Linked DNA regions of Sus scrofa: region 2 is linked to region 1. The links are chromatin contacts, called in public promoter capture Hi-C maps. All regions are on one chromosome and are shown on one strand. The core of a region is the stretch at or near the end of the contact, and the rest is flanking DNA. Distances in the headings are between cores, read along the strand shown.

The links. Promoter capture Hi-C pulls out the DNA fragments that hold promoters and counts their contacts.
Region 2: a contact with region 1 is called in a promoter capture Hi-C map of liver, with 10 times the contacts expected there. The contact joins the promoter of LAMTOR2 here to the promoter of PRCC in region 1. A contact is called at or near these places in 1 of 5 promoter capture datasets (liver), 2 of 47 Hi-C or Micro-C datasets (heart right ventricle and liver) and 1 of 2 datasets of contacts at active chromatin or transcription factors (skeletal muscle).

The regions. Positions count from the first base shown.
Region 1 is chr4:93,324,024-93,326,883 of Sscrofa11.1, reverse strand. It overlaps PRCC (proline-rich protein PRCC), which reads left to right and starts at 1,385. Exons shown (of 7, transcript XM_001924343.6): 1 at 1,385-2,390. The coding sequence starts at 1,923.
Region 2 is chr4:93,974,106-93,976,965 of Sscrofa11.1, reverse strand. LAMTOR2 (late endosomal/lysosomal adaptor, MAPK and MTOR activator 2) reads left to right here and starts at 1,405. Exons shown (of 4, transcript NM_001243627.1): 1 at 1,405-1,680; 2 at 1,987-2,149. The coding sequence starts at 1,613. It overlaps UBQLN4 (ubiquilin-4), which reads right to left and starts at 580. Exons shown (of 11, transcript XM_003125701.5): 1 at 379-580. The coding sequence starts at 486.

The DNA of each region.
Region 1 (2,860 bases), core at 136-2,635:
AAGAAGAAGAAGTCAACACTGTGCAAAGCATACCAGTTTCGAGATAGAACCAAAGGTCTAATTTCTCAGGGTAGTCCTCACTGTACCTGCTTTGCAATCAACTGAGGATTTTCTTAAAAATCCAGACTTCTGGGCCCCACTCCACACCTACTGAAGAGGAATCAGTTAGGCTGGAATTCAGCAATTTGCATTTTTAAGAAGCTTTCCCAGGGATCTTAGGCACATTAAAGTTTAAGATTTGGTAGGCAGGAAAAAAAAAGTGCTCTGGGCATCCAGAGCAGGGAGCAAACAGATTGAAGCAAACAGATGGAGAAGGCAGCATATGAATTTGTTGGTGAAGGCAGGGTGAGATTTAGACACATGGAGAAGGTGGGGGTGGGGCGGGGGGAGGTGGAGGGCACAGCAACCTTCTCTAATGGTGAATTCACTCACACTTGGGCCTTCACTGACTCTCTTTTTGGTTGTTGTTGTGGCCATCATCATCCTTTCCATCTTCCTCTTTAGCCTCCTCCCCAAACCTCAACAGTCTTCATGGGCTGAGCTCAGTAGATGCTTCTGCTCTCTGGGAGTAGGGGGATAGAGCACACACAGAGGTGCTTTAGTACATAAAGCTTTAAATTATAAAAGACACAGAGTTGACAAGTAGAGGGCACCCAGTCCCAGGCAGACAGGAAGGGGCAAAGACGAATAAACATGAAAAGGACACAAAATTACAGGTGGACAGGGAAAGAGCAGCAGAATCACGAGCAGACATACCTGAGCTGGGAAAAGGACACACATCAACACGGATGGATAGAAAGGTCACTCACAGGACCAATTAACAAGTTCACGCAGAAAGGCACAACAAACACCAGGCAGAGACAGATACAAAGAACATATGCAGGAAGGGATGGACTCAGGCAATGACTCAAATCTGTGATAGGGGCTGAGATGGAGCTGCCCCCAAATCTCAAGTACCGAGCCCTGCCTTCCAGGGTCCTGCCCATCGTTCTGTTTCACTGCAGAGAGAGCTCAGGACCCAGGCTAGACGGGCCAGATGTGCTCCTGGATGTGCATTTTGGTCAAGGCGAGGGAGATCATTTATTCCCTCTTATGTCACATTTACTTTAGCCTGCAGATGTTTATTATTAGGCCTTCTTTCTGGCTCGCAGCCCAACTTCGTACAGGTCTCTAGGACTCTGATTGTTCCTGGGTGCTCCGGGTTTCTTCAGTGGACTCAAAGGCTTCATCAGTTCATTTACAGATTTACAGATCACTTTCCCTTTAAGCTATTTTCCCCAATCCTCCACCTTCCCAGACTCCCTCACATTCCCGACATCACTTGCAGTTTCTACGAGCACTACGTCTCCCATAAATCTTAGCGCCCAAGCAGCTACCCTAGGGAACTTCAAGTACCGAAATGCTCTCCGACCCGGCTCCCTGACTACCGCGGTGACCGGTGGTACTTGTAGTTGTCCAGGAATTGTCAGACGACTCCAAAAAACTACTCCTCCCAGGAGTCCTCGTGTCAGAGGCGGGTTTACCGCCTGTCTTTCTCCGCGCCGCTTAATTCTTCCTCGGACTCCGATTCCCGCCGTGCCTTGCGCTGAGCTACTTGCGTCGGATAATGGTGCTGTGCTCAAAGTATTCTCTGGGAGTTGTAGTTCCTGTATTGGTGAGGCGAGGAGGAGGCGGAGTGACTCGGCGGCCATTAGCTGTGTGTAGTTGCCCGGGACTAGGAGCTTAAGTGAAGAGGGAAGCCTTATTCGGTGGAAATCAACTGTGGGCATGGGCTTCTGCCACGGATAGTCCTAGAGTACGGGGAAGGCGGGCTTTTTAGTTTCCTGCCCCGCCAAGTGGCGGGGCCCACTAGGCCTCTGGGCATCCCCGGTCTCAAGTAGGCCTTGATTGCCGGCAAGGGCGCCCCAAAGGCGGGCGGCGCCATGTCGCTGGTTGCTTACGCCAGCAGCGATGAGAGTGAGCCGGATGAGGCTGAGCCGGAGCCGGAGGAAGAGGAGGCGGCGGCCCCTACACCTGGGCCCACTTTAGGGGGCTTGTTCGCTTCTCTCCCCGCACCCAAGGGTCCGGCTTTGCTGCCTCCGCCCCCCCAGATGCTGGCCCCAGCCTTTCCCCCGCCGCTGTTGCTGCCCCCACCCACCGGAGACCCCCGGCTCCAGCCTCCTCCCCCCTTGCCCTTCGGCCTGGGAGGCTTCCCCCCACCTCCAGGCGTGAGCCCGGCTGAGGCGGCGGGAGTTGGGGAGGGGTTAGGATTGGGGCTGCCCTCGCCCAGAGGCCCTGGCCTCAGTCTTCCCCCCCCCATCGGCGGCGCCGGGTCCCCCCTGGGGCTTCCCAAGCCAAAGAAGCGGACAGAGCCGGTGAAGATTGCGGCGCCGGAGCTGCATAAGGGGGATGTGAGTATCCGGGAAGGGCACCCCCAAACTGTCCATTGGATTTGGGCATGGGCTAAGCTGTAGGATGGATTCGTGGGGATTCTGGGACTCCGTCCTATAAATGCAACCATTGATTCTAGGCCGCTGGATTCCTGGTACAGTGCGATTAATGGGAGCCGAAGTTTGTCAACTTTCGGGGAGTTAGGGTATTGGTCCACGCGGGTTTCTCCTGCTAGACTCGCCTGCAGAAGGGCCATAAACCATCACCTGGCACTGACAGGCCCAGGCCTAGCGACACTTAGGTCCACTCTCCCTTGTTGCATCTTCACCGCGGGCCAGGTTTTTTGGTTTTTTGTTTTTCCTTTCCCTCTTATACTGAGGACAGCATAAAACCTGGCACTTGAAGAGGTGACAGGAGACAGGATTCCCGAACCCTTGCTGAACATTTAGGACTAACCTTTTCCTTTGCCTCTGAACTTAAAAGCATCGGG
Region 2 (2,860 bases), core at 156-2,655, 650 kb before region 1:
CCGGCCTCCGCACCTTGCCCGGCTCCCACCCTGCCTCAGCGCCTCGAACCCCCGCTAGTAAGCGGCGCAAACACTCCTCTCCAACACAGGGTCCTTCCCCCTTGCCTGTGCAAGGTGTCCTCTTCCAACTCCACCACGCCCCCAGACCAGGCCACAAGGCAAACCCCGGCCTCCCTTCCCAAACACGCGCCACGCTACCCCGGATCGACCTCGCAGGACGCCCCCTACCCGCCGCCTCTTCCCTCCCGCTTCCCCGAGTGCCTGCTGGGCCCCCGCCCTCCTCTCCCCGGCCCTCCCATACGCCCGACGGTCTCAGAGACACCCCCCTCTTCACAGACCACTCCTCCGCACCCCCCCAATCCCCACCACCCGTACTACCTCCTTGACCGAGGCTCGATCGCAGATCACAATTTCCTCCTTGTCCTTAGGGGTCTTGACGGTGACCCGAATCGGGGGCCTCGTCTCGGCCCCGCTCGGCTCCGCCATGCCGCCGCCGCCGCCGCCACCCGGCCGCCCGCCAGCCCGCCCCGGCTCCTCCTCCTCCCCGCCCGCCCGGCGGTGCTCGGCTCCGGCGCCTCCAACACTCCCCTCTCCCCTCCCCTCCCCAAGGCTTCACCGCCCCCTCCGGACCAGCCGCAGCCACAGCGCCCCGGGCGGACCGGGGGGGCCACTGCAGCGGGGTCCGCCCAGGGCCGAGCCCGGGGTCTGCAGCCTGGGCAGGGCCTTGCTGGGCGGCGGCCCCCAAAGGGGCTGCTCCGGACAGGGGCGGGAAGCAAACTCTCCGGGAGAGACCACCGCCCGTGGTAGCCGGTCCGAGTCGCGCTGAGGTGCCAACCCCCCGCCCCCGGGCCCAAAGCTACCCGCCCCCTCCGCGACTAACTCTTTCTCCGGGACAAAGGACTTTCTGTGTCGCCGCTTTATCTCCGTTCCCTATGATAACTGGTCTTTCTTGGAAAGCCCAAATCCTTTCCAGGCCTGAGGCTTCTCCCGACTTGGAGGCTGAATTTTCCACTTCTGGATATCTACCTAAAACCTCTTCTGTAGGATTGACTTAATTCCCCTGAGGGTAGCGGCCTCCAAGAAGTCTATTCAGTACAGTTCCAGAGACCTGGATTTTTGCCTGCATGGCCTTTCTGAGCCTATTTCCTCAATAGCATCTATCTCCTCATCTCACAGAATTATGCATAATGTAGAAAATTGCTTTGAGAAGTAACCCAAGGTATGCCTGACAAGTATAGGAATTTTGTTTTCTTTTAATTACTGAATCGTGGATTGTCAAGCAGATATGACTCCTCTGCCCGAGAGGGTTAAATGTCCTTCCAGTACTGCCACTATCCTTTTACTCCCGCTCTTTTCCCCCATAACCGCGTGGTCTCACTGGAAAGGCGAACTGTAGTTCCCAGGGTGCCTCGCGAAGCTTCGAGGAACTACAATTCCCAGCGCCCCCCGCGGTGAGGCGGGGTTGAGTCAGAACCGCACAGTCAGGCCAGGAAACTACAACTCCCAGGAGTTCTGGAGCCGGGCAGCTGGACTACGGGAAGCGGCAGGCGGAGGCCAGTTATAGGAAACTCCGGGATCAGGTTGTGAAAGCCCAGGGTTAGGAGCCACAGGCATGCTGCGTCCCAAGGCTTTGACCCAGGTGCTAAGCCAAGCTAACACTGGAGGTGTCCAGAGCACCCTGTGAGTGCGGACCGAGAGGCCGAGCGGCGAGCACTGGAGTGGGGCTGCGCGCGGCTCTCCGAGGGAGGGGTGGGGAAGGCTCTCTGGGAAGGGAGGAGGTGGCAGAGGGGGCAGCCTTTGGGTGAACCGGCGAGAGGGCCACTCTTGAAAGAGAAACTGACGTGCTGGGTGTTTGGGGCATGTTCTAGGACACACTCAACCCAGACCCTTGCTTTCTAGGAGCGCCGGTGGGCGAGTTGGGATGGAAAGTCAGGTATTTTACTCCCCATCCTGAGCACGTTGATATCCGTTCTGATGCTTTTCCAGGCTGCTGAATAACGAGGGATCTCTGTTGGCCTACTCTGGTTACGGGGATACGGACGCCCGAGTCACTGCAGCCATCGCCAGTAACATCTGGGCGGCCTACGACCGGAACGGGAACCAAGCATTTAACGAAGACAATCTCAAATTCATCCTCATGGACTGCATGGTATGGAGAGGGGAGCCATTTCCTCTGTCCCTAAGGGGACCCCCAAGGGGCACCCTGGACCCCATCCTGGATGGTTGGGGCCCAGGGACAGGATTTCTGGAAGATTACTAAGAGTTGGTCTGCAGCAGCATTTATAATAGGCAGGACCCTATGTATCAAGTGGTGATGAGGAAGGAGTATTGGACCCGAGGTCTGGCTGGGTTCTAGTCTCAGCCAGCCACTTGCCATTTGTGGAACCTTGGGTAAGTCACAAGCTTTTTTACCACATCTCCAGTGTGAAAATAATCCCCACCACCACATCACGCACACAGGGTTGTTGTGATCAAATGAAAGGGTAGGTGTAAACTGTAGAGTGATATGCAGACACAAAGTGTTGTCATCTGAGATTCTCAGACTCAGAAGCATGGCAAAGTGTCCAGACCCTAGTCCAGTTCCTTCAGTTTACAGAAAAAGGAGATAAAGTCCAGAAAGAGGAAGCGCCATTAGACTGAATTTCTTGGGAACAGAACCTGTCTCATTCACCTTTATATCTGTTCAGTTAACAAATTTTTAGGTCCTTGCAGTATTCTCAGGACCTGGGAAAAAAATAGCAAACAGGACAAACAAAAACTGCAGCCCTAATGTCTCATATATGCCTTAAAATAAGTAAAATATGTATGTTTGTAAAATCAGTTCATAAATATGTTTTGTAACATACATACATAAGTTTAA